Linked DNA regions of Mus musculus: region 1 is linked to region 2. A link is a contact called in public Hi-C data. All regions are on one chromosome and are shown on one strand. Each heading gives the region's core, a stretch centred on a gene start, on an enhancer-like site or on the middle of the called end of the contact. The rest is flanking DNA. Distances are from core to core; before and after follow the strand shown.

The links. Hi-C and Micro-C count contacts between places; a contact is called where the count stands out from the background.
Region 1: a Hi-C map of liver shows a contact between it and region 2, with 2.2 times the contacts expected there. The contact joins the enhancer-like site here to the promoter of Mllt10 in region 2. A contact is called at or near these places in 1 of 39 promoter capture datasets (the HPC-7 cell line), 7 of 484 Hi-C or Micro-C datasets (centroblasts, conventional type 1 dendritic cells, gonadal supporting cells and 3 more), 4 of 115 datasets of contacts at active chromatin or transcription factors (the SCID.adh cell line, bone marrow-derived macrophages and embryonic stem cells) and 3 of 9 other capture datasets (adipose tissue, liver and pancreatic islet).

What each region holds. Positions count from the first base shown.
Region 1 is chr2:18,137,311-18,143,967 of GRCm38.p6, reverse strand. The region is part of intron 8 of Mllt10 (myeloid/lymphoid or mixed-lineage leukemia; translocated to, 10); the gene reads right to left. Among named protein-coding and RNA genes, the nearest start is that of Gm25147, 18 kb to the left of the region's middle. Within about 2 kb of position 4,162, at least 9 of the 459 cell types and tissues checked have an H3K27ac peak or open chromatin away from gene starts, as enhancers often do. A contact at or near this core is called in liver, where this site is marked.
Region 2 is chr2:18,060,362-18,066,304 of GRCm38.p6, reverse strand. It overlaps Mllt10 (myeloid/lymphoid or mixed-lineage leukemia; translocated to, 10), which reads right to left and starts at 1,720. Exons shown (of 23, transcript NM_001252560.1): 1 at 1,441-1,720; 2 at 1,111-1,270. The coding sequence starts at 1,270.

The DNA of each region.
Region 1 (6,657 bases), core at 2,913-5,412, 75 kb before region 2:
AAAGCAGGAGGAGACCAGAGGGGTAAAATGTCAGTTTTAGACTACAATTCAAAGACCTGGGAGGGTGAGGTGGGGTGGGGTGGGGGATAAAAGTCAAAATCTAAGAAAACAGGATAGTTCAGTATCTTTTTTGTTTCCCTTTTTTTTGTTGTTGTTTTTGGTTTTTTGGGGGGGGGGGTTGTTGTTGTTGTTTTGATACATAGTTTCTCTGTGTAGCCTTGACTGACCTGGAACTCACTCTGTAGACTACACTGCCCTTAAGCTCAATAGATCTGCTTGCCTCTGCCTCCCACTTGGGATTAAAGGCATGGGCCACCATGGCCTTGGCCTCTTTTCAATTTTTAACATAATTAACTTTTGAGACAGTCTCATATATGTCAGACTGGTTTCAAACTCACTACAGAGTAGAAAGGAACCATGAACTTTTAATCCTCCTATCTCCACCTCCCCAATGTTAGCATTACAGATGTTGACCACCGTGTACATTTTATGTAGAGCTAGATATCAATCCAAGGCTTCACACATACTAAGCCACAAAAAATGTAAAAAGAGCACTGATTGGGCAAGTATTCACAAACCTTTCACCTTGTAATTTTATCCAAAGAAGTACAAACAATCTTAAAAACAGTTTAGTAAAATGTAAAATATATAAAATAGGAATACATACATGTAATGGGTTCAAAAGAAAACAACCTTTTATATCCAGCAGAGACGTTTGGGGGAAAATTTTTATATAATTATTAAGGATCACTGAAAGGAATATCATCTTAAGTATGTAAGTAAGGAAATGGGTTGACTTTTGTTTTAAAACGTTATGAAGAACTTGTCAGGTGACTTGGTGAGTAAGGATGTTTACTGTCAGGCTGATGCTACAGAACCACATCGTGGAAGGAAAATTAACTCCCAAAAATTATCCTTTTATCTCTGCACTCAAGAGCACATATGTGCATAAACTTTTTTAAAATATGCAAAAAGAAAGATCAGAAAAAAAACAGGAAAATGAACATGGAGTTTGTTCCTGTAATCACAAGGTTAAGACAGTATCACTTCAAACTCTCAGTGCCTATAATACTTTTTTTAATAAACAATTCTTTAAAAATTAAGGTTGTTTATAACTTACAAGGACCTTTAATTATTACTGTCTTCTTTTCTTTTCTTTTCTTTTGTTTTAATGTGTACAGGTGGAATTGAGGACAGGTTAATCTTCACAAGGAGCCAAGTTATATTCCTAGTGCCCACATAACAGCTCACAGCCATCTTTAACTCTGGTACAAGGAGACCCAATACCCTCTTCTAGACTTTGCACCCATATGGTAGGTAAATGGACAGACAAGCAGGCAAAAAACCCATATACATAACTTCTTTAGCTTTTTTATGTTTTTTCCCTTTAAATGTGCAACAGATCAAACTGACTAGCCAAATTAGCTCTATCAGCTGGTAAGCTCTGGGTTTCGATTGAAAAGCCCTTGCCTCAGAGGACATAAGAAAGACTTCCAGTACCTACCTTTGGCCTACATACACAGATGCATATATACACAAATAATGGACACACAAAAATAAGAAAAAGATATTCCCAGCTCTTTCAGCCACTCTGATTTCAGTGTTCCTATTATTTAAAGAGAATCTGAGTTCAATTTCTAGCACTTACATGGTAGTTCACAGCAGTCTACCGACTCTGGTTCTAGGGGATCTAATCTTTCATCTAACCCTGTCAGGCTCCCTCATGATCATAGTGGACATACATATTTGGAACAAAATTGTCAATCAAAAAGTCCACTTTTGTATCTGGCTGTGAATAGAAAGTAAACACAATATAAAGCCACTTGAATTTGCTCATTATAACGTATAGAAACAACTCTACCTAAATCTCTTATTTCTGAATAGCTAGTAGGTATTAAATAAACTCTTTTCCTTGGTTCCAAGTCAGATGTGGTCATTTCACTAGGCTTACTCTTTCAAGTAAAGCAACTTTTTGTTTGTTTGTTTGTTTTGTTTTGTTTTGATTTTTCGAGACAGGGTTTCTCTGTATAGCCCTGGCTGTCCTGGAACTCACTTTGTAGACCAGGCTGGCCTCGAACTCAGAAATCCACCTGCCTCTGCCTCCCGAGTGCTGGGATTAAAGGCGTACGCCACCACCGCCCAGCTGTAGAGCAACTTTTTTCCCTAGACAATCTTCACAGTTATACGTAAAGTCAATAGCCTCAAACCGCAGACTAGTATATAGGAAGAAACGGCATCCATGCTTTGATTTGAGACGCCTTAGGCCCAGGATGCTTTGCTTTACTGCAGCAGATCCCAGGAATAGATGGCGCTGATCCTCTACACTGTTTCATGGGAACTAAGACTTGGAGAATGATATAGAAAATATCAATATACTAGCTACTGCTTTGCTAAAATAAAACTGACCCAAAAAGGAAACTTCTGCTCTCTCTGGAAAGTCAATTCTGTCAAATGGTGTTTTGCTGGGGTACATAGGAAAAAGGATGTTTGGCTGGAGCAGACACACGTGAGGAAATATAAATGACCCCACAGATAGTGCAAGTTCAATTATCAGTTACCTTTGCTCCACCTATCTGCTGATGGCACACATATATTATTGGCTCACCTTACATTTCTTTGCTGAGCTTCATTGACAACGTTATTGAGAGAAACTCGCCAAAGAATTTGTCATTAGTTTCCTACAGCTTCTTACCTCTTCCACAGACCAGGGCCAGTTGGTGAACCTCATTTTAACTTTAATTTTTTCAAATCCAATTTTTTTTTTAAGATTGCTTTATTTAGGGGCTGGTGAGATGGCTCAGTGGGTAAGAGCACCCGACTGCTCTTCCGAAGGTCCGGAGTTCAAATCCCAGCAACCACATGGTGGCTCACAACCATCTGTAACAAGATCTGACGCCCTCTTCTGGAGTGTCTGAAGACAGCGACAGTGTACTTACATATAATAAATAAATAAATAAATAAATAAATAAATAAATCTTTAAAAAAAAAAAAGATTGCTTTATTTATTATTATATGTAAGTACACTGTCGCTGTCTTCAGACACCCCAGAAGAGGGAATCAGATCTCATTACAGATGGTTGTGAGCTACCATGTGGTTGCTGGGATTTGAACTCAGGACCTTTTGGAAGAATAGTTGGTGCTCTTAACCCTTGAGCCATCTCTCCAGTCCCCAACTCCTACTTTTAATGGTGGTTTTTAAACACTTTCATCTCCCTTACAGCCAATGACCCATCAAGGAGGTAGTGGAAAAGAAAGGATGGGGGGTGGAGGGTACTGTTTAGAAAGGTTTTTGGGAGCAACTCCCATCTGTGTTGTCTGGAAATCAGCAGTTCAGTTCACAGGGCAGCAGTGGCAGCTCAGATCACTAGCAAACACCTCATGGATACAACAGCAGTCCCGTGCTGTAGAGTTGGGATAACAAACACTGAATCAGCAGCGGTGGCACTACCTAGTGGGAACAATGAGGCCTCAGCCTCAGCTCGAGTCAGCAGAAAGGGACCAGGGCAGACAGGAATGCCAGGAAAGTTCTCGGCTGTGTGTCTCTCAGAAAAGCAAGGATCAACAGCAAAAACAAGACCAAAGCATTGCACAGTTAGCTCTATAAGCAAGCCAAGCTCAGCCTTCATCACTGTCCATTGAGTTCTATTTATATTCTCCAAATAGCATGTATCCTCCAGGAGTCTTAACTTAGTATATAAGTCTCAGCTGGCATCACTCTGCCAATCAGCCTGAGTCTTTTGAAGCAGCAAGAAACTGCAGCACAGCACCAGAAGTTTTTCTGGTGCATTTCTCTCTATGGAGTCCCAACAATTGCAGCTCAACTATGCAATGTAAGGTGGACCAATACATGTGTCTTGGTGGCAAAGAATGTGTCATCACATGTCCTTTCACGTGCTTGCTTTAGCAGAACAACATCTCTCCTGTGTCTGCTTCAGCTAAACTTTCCTTCACAAGTCTGCCTTAGTCTTTCACGTGTGTCCACTCCAGGAAACCACTCTTTTACACATTTGCCCCAGCAAAAAAACATCCAACACAACTGACTCTCCAAAGAACCCTTAAGTTTCCACTTCACCTCGAAGTTTCGATTGAACAGTTCGTGTAGTGCCTGCCAAGTGGACTTGTCTACAGCTGCAGATTCATTTTTGGTGTTTGCTAATGGACTGGACTGACTGAACAACAAACATTGGTATCGCTCCAAAGAACTATTTCTAAACAGGTCTACTCCCCCATGGCCTAATAACTTTACTTTTCCACTACTACCTCTGGTAGGTGGAAGGCTAGAGGAGAGGTGAACACTTATTAAAGCAGGCTAAGAAAAATGTATGCCTACACTGACCAGCTCTGATTCAGGAGAGTGAAAGGGTTGTAACAGTGAAGGCCTAACACCGTATCTGTCAAGCTAATACCGTCTGATGGCCATGACATTATAAAAAAATGACACACAACAACATCAGGAACAATAAAGGTCATAAATCTTCTAGGATCTTTAGCTCCAATGTTTCCTATGACTCTGGCTTTGCTTTCCTAACTTTCAACTTTCTGATCGTGAACAGTCGTGAAGACTGCCTGCTTCTTTATCCTTACAGCCCCTCGACATAGCGTCACCTTCCAGAAGGTTACCTCAGGCTTACCCTCATGCTTCTGTTCTTCTTTCTGGACCAAATTCTTCTTAACTCATCCTCATGCTTCTTTTCTTCTTTCTGAACCAAATTAGAGCAACAGTATTTTCTTCATTCATTCATACATACATACATACACACACACACACACACACACACACACACACACCTTTTTTTCATATCTAAGATTTTTAAGATTAATTTCTTTTAATCGTCAAATCTTTTTAATATATACTTATTTTATTTTTTGCGTGCATTAGTGTTCTGCCTGTATATATGTCTATATGCCACATGCACACTGCCTAGGGAGGAAAGAACAACAAGTTGGAGGCCCTAGAACTGGAGTTACCATATAGGTGCTGGAAATTGAACTTGGGTCCTATGAAAAAGTAGCCAGTACTCTCAACTGTTGCACTAACTCTCCAGTCCCATATTTAAGAATCGTAAAAGAATCAAGTTACTCAAAACTATATCCTGGTCTTTATTAGTCTATAACCTTTAATGAGCTTCTACTCTAATCTCTATTTTGAAACTTCGAAACAGCTTCTTTAGCACTAAATCCAAAAGACATTTAATTTCTCTTTGCATTCCTTAATCCACTTCCTACTTATCCCTGTAGATTGCTACCTTCATTACTGAAGAAAAGGAGGACTGCAGAGCAAAATGCCAAGAAAAGAATATAGAAAGAATAAACCTTAAAAACTACCTTTGTCAATCATAATTTCAGAGACAGAAGTTTGAGAGATGGCCATATTACATTCACAGTCAGAAGGAACAGCAATAAATGCATACATGAAAATAAGCACTAGGTCACTTTCTCCACTCCTATGAATGCAGGACCCAATGCCTATGTAACTGTGCCCCTGGCGATGGGCAGTTATCTTCCTGTTCAATCAATGCAACCAAGACAACTCCCTACACAAACACACTACCTCATCACAACCCTTCAGTAAGACTCCCCTTCCTGAGTGATTCAAGATTGTGTTAAGCTGGCTGTTAAAATTAACCATCACAATCTCCAAAGACTTTTGCCCCGAGGTAATGCCTCTGACTCACTGGCCAACACTGACCTATGGTATCAACAGATATATACTGCAAAAATGAGACTATTAACAGTATGAATGACAGCATAAGTGAGAATCAAATGAAAATATTATATCACATATATTTTATCACAACCACCCCACAAAAATACAGTAGTATTTAGAAAGAAAAAAGTTGGCAACTGTTGCTTATCTCTTCAATTGTTGGTGCTAGAAAAGACTAGGTGTCACTGACAATAGGATACTCAGGGAAGCCTAAGAGAATGGTCCATTAAGCAGAAATTCCTGCTAATACCAGCTTGAAAAACCACACTAAGGCATGTTAAAGATGCCCTACCTTTACTCAAGCCTTGACATAACTCTGCCACTTTACTTCTCCCTAACTTCATCTTCACTCCTCCAAATTCCATCTGTAAGTCAACATTTTGAAAGAAATTGGGTGAAAGATGCTGAATTAGAAATAGCTGCTAAACTCCAACTGCTGACCTATAGGCAAGTAAGTGCAAGACCATAATTTTTATTACAATTTTAATAAATTTTAATACATCAAGCTATAAAAGGCAAACGATAGAAAAAGGGATTGATAATCTTACAACAATAAAACCTCAAAATACAAGCTGCTTTGTGATTAGAGTGAGCAAAATCTACAGGATATTCACAAGACATCAGTAAAAATCTTTATGAACTAGTTTAGCAAGACTGTTCACGGGGCTGATATAATGGCTCAGCAGGTAAGGGCTCATCCCATCAAGCCTGACTAGCTAAATTCAATCCTAAGACCACACAATGCAGAAGGCAGAGAACCAACTCCAGGAAGCTGTCCTCCAGAACTCTACACATGACTGTGGAGCACATATACCCACACACGCACACAATAAATTGAAGTGGTGGCGCACGCCTTTGATCCCAGCACTCGGGAGGCAGAGGCAGGCAGATTTCTGAGTTCGAGGTCAGCCTGGTCTACAAAGTGAGTTCCAGGACAGCCAGGGCTACAC
Region 2 (5,943 bases), core at 471-2,970:
CACCCTGCCTGGGCTACACAGCAAGCTCCTATGTAAAAAACAAAAACTTCCCAGGTAGGACACACTCCAGAGGCAGAGGCAGGAGGATCTTTAATTTTGAGGCCATTTATGGGCTATAGAGCCAAGTTCCAGGACAGTGAAGGCTACAGAGAAAACCCTGTCTCATTTAAAAAATAAAAAGTAAAAATTAAAACCTTCCAACACTCAGTTTTAACTTCAGGAATAGGAAGGGTGGATCTGTTTAAGACTACACAGTGAGTCACCCAAAAAAACATTATCTAGTCTTTCGTCCTGAACCCCCAATCCCCTAACGACTTGAAAGGGACAGTCTTCAATAAGCAGAAAAACATGCTAAAGAGTTCCCCGTGGGGGAGTGGGAGGGAAGGGGCGATTAAGGGGGTACCCAAAACATTCACCCCATGAGAACATCTAAAAATAGACTCAACCTCCAAAGGCTCTTGGGGCACCACCAGCACTACTTCTTGGGGTCCATGACCAGGTCGGCTCAGCCCAGACACTCCCTCAGGGACACCTTCCAGTGTCTTCGCAGAAGCACCCAGTGGCCCCCAACAGCAGGGTCCATGCCAGAGAGCTCTGGGTGCAGCGGGCAGGGCCCACCTTCTCTCTCTCTCCCTCTACTCAGAGGCAGGTTGTCCCAGGCCACAGGAAGTCTCCTGACAACGCTGCGGCAGACCGGGAGCAGGCAGGGGAGGGGGAGGAGGCCTCCGGTTCCCAAAGCCACCACGCGCCGTCACCGTGACTCCAGCGCGGGTCTCGCGCTCCCACCCTACCCTGCGCAGGACGCGGCCCGACGCCGGCGGCCACCTAATGACACTTGAGTGAGCGCGGAGTCACGTGATAGCCCGGGCCACACGCACTTTCTCCCACAGGCCGGGGCACAGCCCGAGCCCGCGGCGACCACGCCGGGCTCCCGCGGGCTGCGCGCCGGGCGGGGCGGGGGGCGGGGCGAGGCGGCGGCGGGGGCGGAGCGGCGGCGGCGGCGGGCGGGCCGGGGGAGGGGCGGCGGTGGCAGTTGCCGCCGGGCGGGGGAGGGGAGCCGTGACGGTTGGGAGCGGGCCGGTTCGGCCCGGCGGGCGGTTGGGTGTTTACCTTGATGCACCGCGACGCTGCAGCCGTGCCCGTCGCAATAAACCAGCGGGTTCTCGGCCCAGCCTCTCTCGTCTGAGCAAACGCAACAGCCTCCAATCATTTCCTTCATACTATGGGAGACCTCGTCCTCCAGTGACACGGGCCGGTCGCTAGAGACCATCTAAGAGGGAGTTGGGGGGGACCATTAACAAACACAAGCAAGCCACCGAGAGCTCCCCACACGCAGCCCTTCGCGCCCGCCCTCCCGCCAGCCCGATCGACCGACCGACCCCGGCCCGGTCTCCGCCAGCCCGCCCGCCCTCCCTCCCGCCCGCTCGGCCGCTCGCTCACTCGGGCTTTGCCGCTCAGTCACTCACGTTCCGCACAGGAGTCAGGAGCCATGTCCTTGCTGACTCCCCCCACCTCCCCGCCACCGTCTCCTCCTCCTCCTCCTCCTCCGCGGCGTCCTCCCTCCCCACCTCCACCCGGCCGCTAACGCCGCCGCCCGAGGAGGGCACACATAATCAAGCAGGCCTCCGCACAGGCGCACTGGGGGGCTCCCGCTGGGCCCGGGGCGGCGAGGGAGGGGAAGGGGCTGCGCTTCCTCCTCCGAGCGTCACCCGGCGTACGCGTCGGCCCGCCCTGCGGCCGGCGTGAGGGAGGCGGCCCAGAGAGGCGAGGCCTGCGTGCGCGCCGCCGCGTCCCCTGGCCCCTGCCTACCTCCAGGCTTTCCCCTCCCCCGCACCGCTCGGCGGCGCCGAGGTGTGCGGAGGTGGGGGACGAGCGGAGTCGGCTGCTCAGCGCGGCCGGAGTGAGTCTACCGGAGGGCTCTGGGGCGCACGAGGGCCGGGACGTTGGGCGGCCGTCGCCTCGCGGGCCCCGGGCGCGCATGAGGAAGAGGCCGCGGCGGGGCGGGGTGCGGTGGGGGCCGGGGTCGCTGAGAGGCGCCCCCGGGGGCGTCTCGTGGCGCCGGGAACCTACCTGAAGGCCTGTGCCTCGAGAACTGGCCCGCGGGTAACAATGGTTGGGAGAGGGTGCCAGCTTCCATGAAGGGTGTAATGAAGCATGGCTTCCTGCAGTTGGCCGCGCTAACTTCACAGTACTGTCGCAGCTTCGCCACCCATTAAATTCACGTCCTGGATTCTTCCCAAAGTTCACCCAGTGGAAGTGTTACCAGATCTACCGCCCACTTACGCACCTTCTTGGCCCCCGTGGCAAATGAAAGTGCATCACAGACAGGCAAAAAGCCTGTGTTTGGGCTATATTCTGAGCGGGAGCCCCAAGACTGCATTATAGCTTGGTAGGTATACAAGTGGTTGGTCGCGTTAGCAACGTAATAGTCTGATCTGGAAAAATGCAGCTAAAGGAGGAAGGAACCCACGTTCTAGCCTGTCACCAAAGGTTAACAGCATTGAGAGTGTGGTGCCCAGTTTAGATTGAGGATTCCTCTAATCTTAGCTCGATTCTCCAAATTTACCTTTTCAAATGTGATGTCATTTAAATTGGAGAAATATGAGAGCTTCCTCCCAATACACAAATAAAATATAGATTAGATTAGACCAATGTTAGCAGATTAATTAGCTAGATATTGAGTAGTTTTTAAGCTACCAAAAAAATGTTTCCCTAATCCTTTCTCCATGTACACCCAATATTGATTTTAAGCAAAAAGTGTTCGTTCATTAAACTTTAGCATGAAATGGGAATTATGAATAGGCTATTTAAATGACAAACAGTTCCAAGGCAACTTCATGGTTTTTGGTTAATTACAAGTACAAAGGGCTTATTAGAAACTAACAATATAATATGGTCTGGAAAATACACTTACATGATGCTAAAACACCCCAAGTTCTAAGCACTCCACAGAAAATATATTAAGTTTTAAAATGTTCAAAAAGGGTAATGTGGCTGTTCTTTTCCTATTTCAAAATAATTGCTAAAGTTGTAAGAATAGTGATCGATACAGCACAATGTAAGCATCTGTGGTCAGATATATTCAAAAGCTATGTGAAATCCAAACTAATGGGGGATTTACCAAAGCTTGTGATAGGAAGACAATATGTCCAAAGGGACACAAAACTAAGGATTCTGTTTTAATATTAATACATTTAGAAATGGTGACTACAGATTAGTAAAATGACATTTTTAGGAGGATATGGTAATAAATTTCTGGACCTCTAATGATGCTCTTAACATAACTATGACTTGTACAAAGCTAGGGCAACTTTCAAACAGAAGTTTACTGTTTTAACTGTACCAAATATTTTACCTTTACCCTTATACAAAGGAAGTCAGTTCATTGTCTAAATCCTGTTTTGCCTCATAATATAGACTAATTTTGGTGCAAATCAATGTGGAACTTCCCAAACACTGAAGTCAAGCCTATGCACTAAATAATTTAAAAATACATTTCATTTTATTTTTAATACATTGGAGCTTAGTTCTTGAGATGGAACTAATTTGTATGAAAAAAAAGGGTAAGAATCTTACCTCATTCTGTAACACCTAATAAATGTAGGTAAACACTTGCTCTTTTCAAGACAAAAACAAAACTGTCATTTATATGAAGTTTTGACATTTACAAAAAAAAAAAAGGGAAAATGTGTTTAGAAAAAAACAGGAAAGATGCACAGTTTATGCCACGCTTATATATAAATAATAGTATCTGAAGCAGAAATTTTGTGAAAGCATACATGCATACAGGTTGACACACTGGAAGTCCAATTATTTTAAAACTGGTTTTTAACATTCTATACTAGAGAGACATGAAAATCAGGGAAAACACTGGGAAAAAACAGGGCATTTCATTTTTACTCAAGCATCAGACACTAAATGTGTTGCTGTGTGTACAATATTTGATATATTTCTATAATACATCGAGTGCAAAGGAAGAATCGTAGACAGAATAAAGCAGCTCAAATATGCAGTGAATTATTCACTCAGCAAATATTTACTGAACATTCATTGTGTACCAAAAACTCCTGGAATATAACAAAAAGAAAACTGTGTTGGTCCTTTACAAGATATGTAGTGTATCCTACTGCACACACATATAATAAAAACATTTAGCCACATATGTTAATCATCAGGTCTCAGAATGGGTAAAACTTATAATTGCTAAAGTTCAAGTACATTTTTAAAAAATAGTGATGCAAAAATTAAATTGCCATGTGACTGATAGTGTATCTTTCTAGAAAAGAACTTCAATATTAATGTTATCATTTAAATCCAGTTCCTTATTCCCCAAATATGCACATATATCTTATACCTGTAGGAAAGAATGAAAAGCCTATTGTGTGGAATATCCCTCACATAATAGTGTCTAACATGGTACTGGCTCATCTATTTTCTCTAAACTAATCATCTGAGCCAAACCACAAAAAACTCAAGTAAAGTATTTTATGATGTAACCTCTAACCCTACTATAATGGGAAAATGTATTTTCACTCCATGGTAATATATCTTCTTACAATTTTCTTTAGTCTTGAACCTGGACACAAACTTTTTAAATTTTCTTTTTAATAATCATTTACCTAAGTAGATTCTATGAAAGAAATATTTAAAGTTGTGTTTGGTGCCTTGGTTATCCTTATTCATATTTGTGTCCTTTTTAAACTACGGTTTTATCACCTTCTATTATAACTATTATTCTAAGATTGTTTTATAAGGCATAAAAACTAAGATATGTTTCTATATCATTGGGAATATTTCTATAGTAGTAACACTATATACTTTCCTTAGCTAGCTTCCTGACTTTACTATATTGCCCTTACAAATAAATTAGCTGGACAACTAAAAATAACAATAGTCATAGTAGTAGTAGTAGTAGTAGTAGTAGTAGTAATACAATTTCTTATGATCCACATACACTTTCAGATGAAGTTTGAGTAAAAAGTTGCTTCATTCATTTGATACCTATACTTTTACCTTTCTTGTGAAAAGTTTTATCACATATATACATGTGTATATATGTATATATTTGTATGTATGTATATATACACGTGTATACTATTTTAACTAAAATAAGTTTTGAAACTGGTTTTGTTACTTACAGTCAGTAGCTTCTGTGTCTATAGATGCATATCCTAGACATGGCACCCATATTATAATATATTCAAATTTTATTAAAGGGTATTCTTTTCAATTATGTTTTCAGTTGTAATTCTGTTAATGGGTTTTGCAAGGTTCCACTTAATGAGCCATGGTAGTCTTCCTTGATAATTTTTTTTTCTCATCTTAGTCCTCACCAAGTGCCTAGCAAGTACCCTGGAAATAGTAAGACGACAGAAACACTTGTTTAACATTCAACATTGAAAAAGATGAGTGAAGTCTGAAATTTTTTCTTCAGAGTAAAGCAAGTCTTTACTTTGCATATACAATCAAAGGTAAATTTCTAATGATTAACAAAATTTTTCCAAGTCAGTATCTTCAAAGATTTCTGATAGTCAAAATCAATACACTAGACATGAAAGATAAGCATTTTAAAATGTTTCTTAGTATATATTGCACAAGCTAATGAGTTCCATTATGGTCTATTCATGCATCTATTGCATGTACTGGCTTCACCATACTTACTCCCCATCACCCTTCTCTAGTCCCCTCTGCCCCGCCCCCTCCCTTGGTCATCTTCCTCTTACCAAATGCCCCCTTCTGTTTTCCTGTCCTTCTTGTTTTTTAATCTAGATTCAGAATATGAAGGAAAAGATGCACTTTTTCTCTTTCTTAGCCTGTTAGAGTCTGTTTTTACCAAATGACTTAGAACTATGTACATTTGAATATCCACCTTTTCATGTAAAAGTCTACAACTGTATTTGCAAAAGCCTCTTAGAATCAATTATAATTAATATTATTTTTAGA